2 separate regions of the Gossypium hirsutum genome follow, and region 2 is linked to region 1. The links are chromatin contacts, called in public Hi-C maps. All regions are on one chromosome and are shown on one strand. Each heading gives the region's core, a stretch centred on a gene start, on an enhancer-like site or on the middle of the called end of the contact. The rest is flanking DNA. Distances are from core to core; before and after follow the strand shown. Region 1 holds the start of LOC107897346 (protein SAWADEE HOMEODOMAIN HOMOLOG 1). Region 2 holds the start of LOC121208615 (nuclear pore complex protein NUP35).

Region 1 (7,122 bases), core at 1,944-4,443:
TATGGCCGGACGTGGGAAGGCTTGAGAGAATTTTTGAAAGGTTTTTTTTAAGCTTTTTTTAAAGTAATGGGCTAAATGAAATTTTTGGGTAAAAATTTGGTTTATATAACTTATCAAAACGGCGTCGTTTTGATTTAATGACCCCAGACGCTAAAAGGTGTCGTTTTGATGCGAAATAGGCTGACCCAACCCGCTCCAGGTTAAGGATCCTTGTGTTTTTTTAAGCGGAAGGGATATTTCCTTGTTTAGTCCTTCCGCTTCTTTGGCCCGCTTCAATTAGATCATTTTTGTTCTTTTTTTCTTTTGATTTTGCCCTAGAATTTTACTTTTATTGCATTTTAGCCTCGTGTAAGGTGCTGCGTTTTGGAGGGCAGAAATATTTTCCCTTTTGGTCCCTCTAAGTTATTGGCGCTTTTCAATGTGGTCTTTTACCTCATTTTTTATTCCGATTTATGCCCCTTAAATTCCATTCGAGTTTCAATCTAGTGTTTTTTGTGTTTATTCATTTATTTTATTATAATTTAGGCTCTAAATTTCATTTTAATTCCAATTTAATCCTTTATTTGCTTAATTTCAAACATTTATTCTTTTATTTGCACACTATTCTTGCTTTATTTTATTTAGTTATTTTTACATTCATTCATACATTTATTTATTTTTATCCTTGTATTCACTTATTATTCTTTCATTTTTTATTTTCTTTCATTAGTTATTTATTTTATTTATGCCTTCATTATTATTGGTATTTTGTTATCTATTATTATTTTTTTATTATCTATTCATCTATCTTAAAGTAGAGCTGATCATGGGCTGGGCAGCTCGGCCCAGCCCGAAGACCCGCCCGAAAAATGGGAGAGTTTGGGTAAAAATATAGGCCCGAAAAATGACTTGGGCAAAAAAAAAGGCCCTTTTAGAAAATGGGTCGGGCCTCGAGTAAGAGTTTTTTGGCCCAGGCCCAGCCCGAATTATATATTAATATATTTTTTATTTTATTTTTAATCGTTTTAAAATTTTAATAAAACCATTTTTTATTATATTGTCAATCTGTGTATTGTTTTAATAATTGTTTTAGTATCATTTTATTTGTTTTAATATTTGTTTTTATGTTTTTAAATATATTTGATTTATTATATTTTTAAATTTTTTTATTTAATGAAATAAGAAAAAAAATTAATATGGGTCGGGCCGGGTCGGGCTCGGGCTTAGGAATTTTATTTTGGGTCGGGCTTAGCAATTTTAAGCCCGTATTTCAGGCCTGGGCCTAGTAGACGGGCCTAAAATTTTGTATGGGCCCGACCCGAACCCGGCCCAGCTTGGCCCATGATCACCTCTATCTTGGAGGTGTGCATGGGCAGGGTCGGGCCCACAAAAAATTTTGCCCATTTTCAATGCCCGGGCCTGGCCTGGCCCGAAATATGGGCCTAAAAATTTGTCCAAGCCTGGCCCGGGAAAAAATAGTAGGCCCAAGCCCAGCCTGGCCATATTAATTTTTTTTATTTTTTATTAAATAAAAAAATTTAAAATATAATAAATCAAATACATTTAAAAACATAAAAACAAATATTAAAATAAAAAAAACAAATAAAAATGAGACTAAAATAATTCTTAAAATAATACATAAATTAAAAATATAATAAAAAGTAATTATATTAAAATTGAAAAATTGAAACAAATTAGAACTAAATTAAGAACCAATTATATTAATAACAAAAGTTTTACAATATCAAAATAACATTAAAAACAACAAAAAAAAGTAAAGTCAAAGTACTAAAGTTACTTAAAATTAAAAATAAAAAATATTAAAAATAATTTAATATTAAAATCTGGCCGGGCCTGGGCAAAAAAAAATCTTACCCGGGGCCCAGCTCGTTTTCTAAATGGGCCTCGTTTTTTGTTCAAGTCTATTTTTCGTGCTTATATTTTTACCCAAACCCTTCTATTTTTTGGGTGAGCCTTCGGGCCGGGCCGGGCCGCCCGGTTCATGCACATCTCTAAATTCTATCTATTTATTACCCTTTTTATACCTTTAAAATTAGATTTTTTTACTTGTACATATATTATTATTATTTTATTATTTCATTTATTTATATATTTTATTCCAAATTGTACCTTTAAATTTCATTTATATTTTAATTTGGTTTTATATTTTCAATACTTTTATAAACTATTTTCTCTTACATTATTTATGTATTTATTTTATTTATTTCTTTGTTTTTAAGTTGGTGTTGTCCTTTTATGTGTATGCTTTGGTATTATTACTATTGTTACTATCTATTTCATTTATCTTTGATTGTTCATATTAGTGTTAAAATAGTGTACATTATGTGATGCTTGTAAATTGTTTTTATTAGTATACGTCATTTACATGACATTTCATCTATATCATCGTTTCGTTTTCTTATCTCATTTCGTTAAAATCACGTCAAAAAATCACATTTAAATGTATTATTGAATAATAAGCCGTTTTATGTTATATCCTGAATAAGAAAAATACATTGTTTTAAATATTACGTTTGATATTATTCTAAAAAAGGTTTTCAAAATAGCCAATGTTTCGTATTTGGAGATTTGAGAAGTTGTACCATAACTTACGGGGTTTCGATTTTCTTGTTAATCCTAAATAATCGAACATCCTTTAAATTTTTAAATACATGAGATTCGATCAAATAATAAAGTAAAAGGACAACTTATTTTCAGGGATTTAATGTGTCGTATCCTAACTTACGAGAAATGACCTGTTAATTACTTCAAAAAAAAAAGGTCCTTTTACATGTTTTCAGTAATTCAAGAGATTTTATTTAAAATGCATAATGCAAAAAAGGATCGTATTTTAAATTTTTTTTCGAATTTTTAACTTTCGATGCTAAGACATTAATTAATCAACTAGGTACTAATTTTGGGCGTTACGAAGGTGCTAATCCTTCCTCGTATGTAACTGACTCCCGAACTTATTTTCTAGATTTTCGTAAACTAAAAATATCATTTTAAGAAATCAAATCTCTTATTAAAATGATCAAATTATGATGTGATCCAATCACACTTCATAAAAAAATTAGTCGCTGACTTTTTTTTTTTTTTCATTTTCAAAATAAAAGTAACCCCGTTTTCAAAAGAAAGATTTCGACCGTTAGAGTACATCCAATTTCAACAATAATTCTATCGCAATTAGCATATCCTATCTTCACATTCATCTACAGTATTCATCTTTTGCTATTGCTGCCGAAAATGCCAATCCTGAATACGGAATGTGAGTTCCATCAATATTTAGCTCGAAAGAACAAGAGATGGTGGACTCTATGCTTGGTTAAAAAATTAAAAAGAAAAAAGAAAAATTCAATGGAAAAGAATTGGGTTGGGCCAGGTTTGAGTGTCCATACTCGCTGAAAAGATAGCAATAAAATTAAAAACCTCCGACATATTACATAATAATAATAGTAGAAGTAAACCTCAAAACAAAACCCAAGTTACTTTTGAAGATTCTGTGTCTGTCGTGTCGACGGCAAAGATTTTTCAGATTTTGGTCAGACATGGTGGACAACGATTCATGGGATTCCCTTTCTGAATTCACCTTAGCTGAGGTAAGTAATTCTCTCTCTTCTGCCTCTTCATTTCCCCTCTTTTTTTTTTCTAACTTCTTGACCACCCTCAATTCCCTCTCTACCTATGCTTAATCTTTCTGTTTTGATCATCGCATAAATGGAAGCGCCTTCCTCTCTTTGAATTCCCCTTTTGTATTGTTCCTCTTGATTTTCCCTCTTTAATCTCCCAAACATCCTCATTTTTTCCCCTCTGATTAAAAGATTCTGGAAATGGAGAACAAGTACAAGGCAATAGGAGATGAAACGCTTAATGAGGAATTCTGCAACAATCTAGCTACCAGATTCAGGTGATTTTTTCTATTTTATAAATAAAAAGATTATTATTTTTTCCTTACTTTGGGTTTTTTTGTTCTTACAGTTGCTCTTCAAACCGTCTTGGAAAATCTACTATAACATGGCAACAGGTTTGTTTTATTTCGTTGTACCTACGGATTTCATGTTAAGTTCATAATGGCATTCACAAATCTTCTCTCTCTCTCTCTCTCTCTCTCTCTCTCTCTCTTTTTGTCTTTTAGGTCCAACTTTTTTTCCAAGAAAAACAAATGGAGGTACAAACTCAGCAAGAGTCATCAGCAATGGCCTTAAAGCTATTTGTTGATCTTTCTGGTGAAGATTCAAGCAAACCGCTAGAGGTCATGCAAAAGCGAAAAGGTTTACTTGTTGGCATCATAGTGTACATTTTTTTAGTCTAATTTATCGGTAAATATCTTATGGTTACTCGGGAATTGTTGCTTGATTCATCCTATATGACCTAGCTTTGTCTAGCTTTACTTGCTAGCTGCTACATCAAGATGTCACTTTCATAAAGTTTGAAGTTTTACAAGTGCTAAAAGGAATATTTTAAAACTTGCATAGCGAAAAGAATGAAATGAATGTCTGATAGTTTAACCATTATCGATTAACCGCTACTTGTCATAAATTAGGCTGATGTTAATACCCTTCTTTCAAACTCAGTTTAGAAGCAGAGATTACTATCATGATTAGCCTGCATTCTTGACTGAATTATGTCAACTAATCGAGCCAAAGCTACCATTCAAGTTGGTTCATTTCTAAGGCCAAGCAACCATATATACATATACAATTGGAGGCGATGGTTACAATTATCACTATCATGAATAGCACAAAATTTTAAAAGTAGTGTTTTATCCAACTTGCAAAGTTCTTCTATTTTCTGGTTGAAACTGAAACTGTATGGATTTTCTTGTATTCATTTTAATGCAGGTACAGTTGAAGACCTTAAGGAGTTGTCATTTGAAGCCAGATCAGCAAAAGATTATGCATGGTGAGGAAGACTATATTGATGAAGGCATGCAAAAGTCATTCAAATGTTTTTTGTCTAACCTTCAGAGAAGCCATTATAAGCCTACACCTTCGCTATTATATCTTGAAGTAAATTATTGACTCGAAATTTCAGGTTTAGATTGGATTTCAGTATCTAATTTATCAAGAATGCTAAGAGGATGTCCAAAATAGGAATCTAATAAAGCACCCCTTATTAGTCAAGTTGTGTGGAATCATGGACATTTATGGTAAAGATTAATCTCCCAGATGAATAGAAAAGAAACTAAGAAAGCCGGAAATAGTAAAGAAATGAAGTGATATTGCGGCTTGTATTTGTGGACGAGGTGCACTTAGGATCCAATGATGTGTGATATAGATTTTGGATTGGCCTTCCAAATTTTTGGCTGGACATATAGACGTTGTAATTCTATTGAATCTTTATTTTAATAGAATTAGGACAAAACCCAAACTATTTTTGGATCTTATGAAGGTCCTTGCGGCTTAAACTAGTGCATGTGACTAATATTTCTTTGGCTTTCAGGTATGATGTTGAAACATTTCTCAACTATAGGGTCCTTTGTAATGGTGAACTTGTAAGATTCTTGTACCGGTTTTGTATTTTATGATATAAAGTAGCAGGCTCCTGTATCTTACTGTGCTTGTTTTAATGCTTTCCTTTGTTGGTTCCTTTGTTACTGGTTATAGTTAACTATAAAAAAGGAGACTGCAAGTATTTATTAATGCATATGACCTGTTATATATTGTAGGAAGTACGTGTACGGTTTGCTGGGTTTGATAAAGCAGAGGATGAGTGGGTGAATGTAGAAACTGCAGTGCGTGAACGATCTATTCCTTTAGAACCTTCGGAATGTGGTATGGTTAATATTGGGGACCTTGTGCTGTGCTACCTGGTATTTTCCTTTTACTATCTTATTTGATTAGATGTTGGTGGCCATTTGAATCACTCGGCACTGAAGCAATTTCCAAAATCTATATTCCTCTGTTGATCTATTAGGATAGAGAGTATTATCAACTCTACTGTGATGCGCATGTTGTGGATATTCAAAGGCAGACACATGATGATAAAGGATGTACATGCGTATTCGTGGTCTGCTATGACCATGACTACTCTGAGGTATACAAACTCAATAACCACACTCTTCCATCTCCTCTCTTTGTTTTGGCTTGTGTCCGTCCACCTTACGGATAGCTGCAACTTGATGTTTTAATCATACTAATGTTGTCACGCATTCATTTATCTTGGTTATACACACCAGGAAAATGTTTCGCTGGAGAGGATATGTCGCAGGCCTATTACTTAAAAGCTGAAGTTGTGCAGAAACAAATTGACGAAATTAACCGTAAACAACTCTTCAATGAGTTGGTGTTTACATTTTTCGCAAACAAGAGATGTCAGGGGCCTTCATCCAAGCTTCTTAAAACGGCATTTTCTTATTGAGGGAGTGATGTAGTTCGTAAGGAGGAATACGTCTCTCCTTTGATGAGCAATTTGTAAGTTTAATGTAAGCCTTCATTGAAGTCTATGATGAAAAGAAGAAAATAACAATTTCTTGGTACACAATCATCTTTAGTAGCAGCATAACAGTTGTAACCCAATGATGTCTCAAATCCTTTTAAAAAGGTAATCCAACAGTGAATAATAACTTTAATATTAAATTATGACAATATTATAAATTAAATAATTTTTTTTAATGATGTGTCATGATTGTATAAAGTTGCACACTTTTGAATCAAAATTTGAATATATATTTGAGGAAAAAAAAATGAAGTAATGATCAGGATAGTACATTTTCTGAACGTGATAGCTGCTGCAGTCGAAGTGTCATTTCACCTGTTAACATGTTTTTGAAATGGTATAATAAATCTAGATTTGTATTTGTTAGCAATACTTGGATCAGGAAAAGGGCCCTGATGGAGGTAAAACAAGTGCACAAGAGATTCATCCACCCAATCCTTTTAACCCAAATAATAATTACTTACATCCCCCAAAAGTTTCAAAACTTTGAAAAATGCTGCTCGCTTTTACTTGTCCCATTACTCACTAAATTGAACAATATGATCAAAGGAACATTGGCAATATTTCCACATCAACAAGCAAACCAAGAAAATAGGAAACTTTTGCCATTTTGCATCTGACCTAAACAAAGTTCTTGTTACTTAGAAACTACGGAGAGTTAACAGACTGACCCATCATTTCTGGAATTCCGGGGCACATGAGACG
Region 2 (7,122 bases), core at 2,722-5,221, 190 kb after region 1:
ATTTAGGATCACAACTGTCATCTTTAAAGCTTGTTGATTTCCAATCTTTTACAATCTTTAACACTTATTTTTCACAAGAAATTTAAATTTGCTAAACTAGTTCTAAGTAATGCCAAAGATTATTTTAAACTTGCTAATTCTGGCCTCTCTACTCTAAGTAGAAATAATAAATATAGGCGTATTGAGGAAGAATTTAAAACTGACCGTGAAAGAACGAAGATAGAGGAATCAATTTTATTACATTGTCTTTGTGATGCTAAAGCTACTACTCTTCATTGTATGTTTGAAACGATGCTTGAAATGGATCGATCTGCCCAAAAAATAAGGAACTTTCTGAAAAGCTTTAGTTGGTTTACAATCACGACCTTCTATTTACAGCATTTTATGAATCTTACAATCCGCTGATTTACGATCACAACTGTCATTTTTAAGGCTCGTTTATTTACAATCACAGCTTCAGTTCATTGATTTACGATCACGAACACTTCATTAAGAGTTTGCTGATTTACAATCACAACTCCGATTAAACAGTTCACTGATTTACTATCACAACTATCATATTTAAAGCTCATTGATTTCCAATCACGACTTTAGCTAATTGATTTATGATCTTGAGCACTTCTCGGTTGACAATGAATGTAAATTTGTTGAACTAGTCCTAAGCATGGCTAAAGATGATTTTCAACTAGCTAATTCTGTCATCTCTGCCCTTCAGAGCAAGTTAGATGTTAGAGATGATGAATATAGGCGTGTTAAAGAAGAACTCAAAATTGATATTGAAATATAGATGATAGAGGAATCGTTTTTGTTACATTGTCTTTGTGAGGCTGAAGCTACTTATCTTCACCATACTACTGAAAGGAGGCTTGAAATGGATCAATCTGCTTAGAAAAACAAGGATCATTTTGAAAAGCTTCAGCTAATTTTCAATCATGACCTTCTACTTACAGGATTTTACGAATCTCACGATCCGCTGATCATGTGTCATTTTTAAACCTTGCTGATTTACGATCATGGTTTCAGTTTATTGATTTACAATCATGAACAATTCATTAAGAGTTTGTCAATTTACGGTCACAACTCCACTTAAACAGTTCGCTAATTTACAATCACAACTATCATTTTTAAAGCTCACCGATTTACGATCATGGCTTCAGTTAATTGATTTACGATAATGAACACTTCATTAAGAGTTCGTCAATTTACGATCGCAACTCCACTTAAACAGTTCATTGATTTACGATCGCAACTATCATTTTTAGAGCTCATTGATTTCCAATCACGGCTTTAGTTAATTGATTTATGATCTTGAACAACCACAAGGAATATAAATTTGCTGAACTAGTTCTAAGCATGGCCAGAGATGATTTTCAACTAACTAATTCTAACCTTTCAGTCCTTCAGAGCAAGTTAGATCCTAGAGATGATGACTATAGGCATGTTGAGGAAGAAATAAGTAAATAAATATATAACAATTATTACTAAATAGAATTACAATATATAACATTTTAAAAATAAATAAATTTCAAATGATAATTAAGTAAGTATATAATATTAAAAATATTTATTTGTACTCAAAAAATAAAGAAATTTAATTCATACAATTAATACAAGTAATTATTACTATACATAAGTACAATATATAATATTGTATAATTAAATAAATTTCAAATGATAATTAGGTAATTATATAATATTTAAAAAAATATACATTTTTCATCTTCATTATTTTGATCTCTGCAAAAATTATGTAAATAAATTAATTATGTTATCAATGTATAAAATAATAATATTATTTATAGTTGTAAAGTAAATTATTCACATGTACCTTTCTTGTAAATTGTTGTGTTGATGCTCTAATGCTATGAGAAGAATGGGTAGCAAATCCTAGTTTACTTTGTAAATTTAATTTTAGAGACTCTTCTAAGGACTTTGTTATTTATTTTCAGATGTTGAGATTTATGCTCTGATTCATTACAACGAATAAAGCTAATATTGGTATGTTTATAACTGTTTATTAATCATTGAAATGAAAAAGAAAAAATCAATTATGTAATTTAATATTAATATGTATTAACTATTGAAAATATGTTGTTATGCACTTTTTAATTTTTATCAACTATAGCTTCTTCTTTTTTTGTTATATTAAAAAATTGAAAATAATATAAATATTTTAAAATGAGCAGATTTAAAATAAATTTAAATTCATCATTTATATTTATAAATGATCGACCATTCCCATCAAAAGTTTTAAAAATTCTAAAATATTTAATGGTAATTCAACAAAATAACGAGGAAATATTATGTATCATAATCACAAACATAACTAGATTTACATTATTTAAGATATTTACGATTTCGAATAAAATTACTCTTTTTTTATCACGTTTTATTTTAAATTTTTTTTAGAATTTTTACTTCACTCTCCATTTTGGGCAATTTCATAATTATCATGTTCTTAATTAATTTAATTTTACTAATGAAAAATAATTTTTTTTCTCATAATTTGATTCGAATTGAAATAATAGAAATTATTGGTGAAAGTATCGAGGAAGCTCTTATATTTAGGGATGAATTATATTTCAGCCACACTATTAAAAAATTGATAAATTAACCCTTTTACATTTTGAAATGTACAAATTAACTCATCCATTAAATTTTATCGGTTAAATAATGGTGTAAAATATTAATTTAAATGGTTAATTACTAATTTGGTTCTTAAACTATAGCTAAAATATCTTTTAATTTTTTTAAAAAACACTCTTAACAAAAATTCTAAAAAATTTAAAAATTTCTTAAAGTAAATATAATTTTTTTAAATTTATGCTAAAATGTTTTTTTAAAAAATATTATAATTAAGGAAATCTAAAAATTCAAAATAAATATGTAAAAAATTCTAAAAAATTTATGATTTTCATTGAAGGAAAAAAATTTTGCTTCCATAAAAGCTTTTGGGGTGTTTTAAATTGAAGGAAACCCACTAATAGTATGGCAGCTGGGGTAAACAACATGGCAAAATATCTTTGTTCAAATATTCACACAAATTTCCTTCTTCAAACGTACAGTTATAATAAAATAGACAATTTTAGATAATTAAAGGTATTCAAGGTAGTTAATTGGCAGTTTCAAATTCTATTTTAATTAGACAGATTCATCAAATTTTGATACATGAAATTATTGAATTCTAAAATATGCCTCTAGAAAATAATCGAGTTACTAATTATCTAGCTTAAATGTCATTTAATGGGAAAGAAGATTTACAGATTTATGATAGAATTTTAAAAGTATTCAATTTAGATATAGTAAATGGTATTTATGTTAATATAGTATGTTTATTTAAAAAAAAATTCACACAAATGACAGGTGATTGATGTATTATGTCAAATGAAAACCATACAAATTAAACTTAATCACCATGTTGAACTGGTCCATCAAAAAAAATCCTGTACGAAGAGCTCCAAGAAAATTAATATTCTAAAACCCCTCATTTGATTCTTGATTGCTTTTCCACTTCTCTTCCAAGATGTTTCCCTTGCCATTTGGTTGTTCCACTACTATATTTTTTTTTATTTTTTATTTTTTTGGGTTTTCTAGAATAAGGAAAAAATTTCATGTAAAAAAAACGATGGTGTCTGGTTTCGATTGGAAAGTTTGATATTCAAGTTTTTTTTTTTTTAGATTTTTACATACGTATTTTAAATTTTTTGAAATTTTTATTTATAAAACTGTTTTAATATAATTTTTAATATTTTTAATAATTTATATTTATTTTTAAGATTTTTTAATTTTTAGAATTACTAAATGATATTTTAATTATAGTTCAAGTACCAAATTGATAATTAATTATTTAAATTAATGTTCCACATCATCACTTAACAGATAAAATTTAATGGAGGAGCTAATTTTCACGTTTTGAAATGTATAAGGCTTAATTTGTCTATTTATTCAGTATAGATACCGAAATGCAATCCGCCACAAGTACAGGGACTTCTCCGGTGCTTTTACCCGAAATTGTCTGGTCTTAGGGGAAAAAAAACTGTAATGCGAAAACAAACGGAAAATGAAGCTTTTTTTTTCTTTTACGTGATTTAAGCAGAATCAGAACAGTAATCAAAACACAAATTCTGAAGAGGATCTAAGATTTAGCGTTTCAAAAATTAGAATTGTTGCTGAGAAGATTTTTGTTCTTCAGCTTTCCAATTTGGAAGGGTAATCCAAACGGAGCTCAACTCAAAGGTTCGATCTCTTTTCTTTGTTTAATTCTGTTTATATATACATCTACAATGTCAATGAAATGGTTTGCTAAGGGAATTGAGCTACGAAAGTGGTTCATTGTCTAATAGCTGGAGAAAAATTTGTAAGGTTAAGCTATTGATTGATCTGATAATCTGTTTGGATAATTTAATAGAAATAAATCCAAGAGAAGAAAACAAGGTACAAAAGAATCAGCTTTAGTTAACTAAACTATTGAAGTTATTATTGTTGAATGTTAAACATTCTATTGATCATCTTAAAATTGGGGGTTTTAGAGCTTATTGAAAATTGATATTGTATAAGTTGGTACATCAGGTTTTTATAAAGCTGATGATATGATTTGTATATAGGACTCTTTATTAAGTGATCATACTTTGGAAATAATGAGCACTGTGGTTTTGATACATCAAGTTTTTACGAACATGGTTCATCAGGTTTTGATAAAGCTAATGACATTATTTGTAACTTTGTGTAGATGAATCTTTATTAAGTGTTTATAATCTAGAAAGAAATGAGCACTGTGGTTCATAGAACTCCAAAATCAGGGAGGCAGTCATTGTTTTTCCAAGACTTGGCATCACCAATCTCTGCCCGGAAAGGGAAATTCTCTAGTCCAGGTCAAGCAGCAGCAGTCTCGGCTTTATGGCGAGACAATTTCAGAGGCTCAGATCTTCCGCCTCCTCCTATGTACACCTTGGAGGACCGTGTGGATTTTTCACCCGAATCTGGAGTATTGGATTATCCTATATCTTCCGAAATCAAGTCAGATCCAAGAACTCCAGTCCGAAGTTCTGGACGTGACTTCTCTACTCCAGCAACGAACAAGTCAAGGGCTAGCACTTCATTTGCAGTACTTAATGGGCAGTCGAATCAGCAGAGCCCAGGGAGTTCGAGTTGGTGGTCACCCAAGTCAAGTAGTAGTGAGCAAGATGACAAGGGAAAGGGCTCTCCCGTTGACGGCATGGCTCAGCCTGGTGCATTGATCACACTTCCACCTCTAAGGGCAGTTGCTAGGCCAGAGATACAGAGGAACTCCGTACCTACAGCAAATCTAGATGAGGAAGAATGGGTTACTGTTTATGGGTATGCTTCATAGTCCATTCTTTCATGTTCTACTTAATAGTTGATATATTGTCTTGTTGTCTTCTAGCAATCAGTAGTGTTTTTTCCTGTAATGTGGCCTCATTTTTCTGACGTAACTTTTGCTTTTATTATTTTACTGGACATTTATCTGCATCCCTATATTATCCTTATTCAGTTTTCTAAAATTTCATACCTTTATGTGTCAGGTTAAAAACATAATTATTTTGATGCTATCCGCTTAAATGTTTTGAATAATTGCTAGCGTGGTTTTGTCTACTTGTTGAAAAATGGAAACTTCTTGCTAGATTTCTCAATGTTCAATAGTGCAGCCTGAAATCTTCTATCTGTTTGTTTGATCCACTCTCCTCAATATAGAACCTTCTGATAAATCAGCCTTAAATTTTAACATTTTCCTTCTTCGTGATGACATTTATCATAGCATGTTTGTCTAGTAAAACAAAGTGTTCAACCTAAACATTTGGGGTTAAACTGATGGTGTTGTTTTGATGTTATATGTATGCAAGACCCCATTGGCTTTAATATTTGCTTTCTTTCCAGATTTTCTCCTGCTGATACAAATTTAGTTTTGCGAGAGTTTGAAAAGTGTGGTGTGATATTGAAACATGTTCCTGGGCCAAGAGATGCTAACTGGATCCACATTCTTTATTCGGTGAATCTTCTGTCTCCATCTTCCTATTTCCTTCCTCTTAATGTTGTTTAGTGATATTTGTTAAGTTCTTTTGTGAGAAGTATTATGTACCCTGGTTATCTTTCTTTTTAATTCCCTTATACCAATCTGTTTTGTTCGTGCCATTTTCTTTATTTGTATAAGAAACAAAAACGAGTCCGAGATTAATTTAAAAAGTAGTTGATTGGAATGATATGTTTGTTAACAATTAGGCTGTGTTCTTTTTATCCCATCTTTATGTTTAATCTTGTGTCATCTGTTCTGAAATATACGCATTGTTGTATGTGAAAGTCTTTTGACTCTTGTGGATTAACAGAACTGGAAGGAGATGAAATCATACATGCTAATGTTAAAACCAATACATGGCAATGATTGCTTTCTTTTTGGTGTAGAAACGATCCGAGGCTCAACGGGCTCTTGGCAGGAATGGAATGCAAATTAATGGAGTACCAATGGTTGGTGTGAAGCCAGTGGATCAAATGCAACGCGAGGCATTAAATGAAAGATTGAATAATCAGGGCTTCATGACTTTGACTCCGGCATCAAGTAGAACATCAGAGTCTAACAATTTCAGGCCACCTCGACCGTACTATCTTCAAAACGGCAATGCCAATGCACGACAGTCGGGAGGTGTTATGGCAAGCCCTACAAAATCACTAGGGAACAAAGTCATGGAGTACTTGTTTGGATCTTAGGAATCTACATATCAGCACAAGACAGGACGTATAATTTCAATAGAGTGAATTTATGATTCCACTTGAAGGAGCAATTTTCCTTGCAATGAAAATTGTTGCAGATTTTTTTGTAATTGTTATTGTTGAATTTTTTTTTTTTTTGTAATTTTCAATTGCATAAAGCCAGAGTTAAAACGAGCAATGCCAGTGAATATCTTTCTTTCGGGCCCAAAAAGTATGTCAGCCACCATTAAAAAGTACGTCAATTTAAAATATATGTCGGATTCATATATATTATATACTACAATATCTTAGGTCGTAGGTGACATGTGGTACACTTATTGTGACAACACATGGTAATTGTGTTGTTTACTCCTTTTTTTATTATTTTAAAAATAAAATATAATTTTTAATATGAATAAT

The links. A called contact is a pair of places that touch in the nucleus more often than the background predicts.
Region 2: a contact with region 1 is called in a Hi-C map of leaf, with 1.5 times the contacts expected there. The contact joins the promoter of LOC121208615 here to the promoter of LOC107897346 in region 1. A contact is called at or near these places in 2 of 34 Hi-C or Micro-C datasets (both in leaf).

The regions. Positions count from the first base shown.
Region 1 is chrA10:8,375,642-8,382,763 of Gossypium_hirsutum_v2.1, forward strand. LOC107897346 (protein SAWADEE HOMEODOMAIN HOMOLOG 1) reads left to right here and starts at 3,194. Exons shown (of 9, transcript XM_016822782.2): 1 at 3,194-3,578; 2 at 3,801-3,886; 3 at 3,958-4,003; 4 at 4,115-4,250; 5 at 4,821-4,881; 6 at 5,422-5,473; 7 at 5,648-5,791; 8 at 5,896-6,015; 9 at 6,158-6,593. The coding sequence starts at 3,528. The coding sequence ends at 6,202. It overlaps LOC107897345 (casein kinase 1-like protein HD16), which reads right to left. Exons shown (of 16, transcript XM_016822781.2): 16 at 6,922-7,122.
Region 2 is chrA10:8,560,840-8,567,961 of Gossypium_hirsutum_v2.1, forward strand. It overlaps LOC121208615 (nuclear pore complex protein NUP35), which reads left to right and starts at 3,972. Exons shown (of 4, transcript XM_041079744.1): 1 at 3,972-4,236; 2 at 4,730-5,337; 3 at 5,896-6,007; 4 at 6,418-6,919. The coding sequence starts at 4,766. The coding sequence ends at 6,720.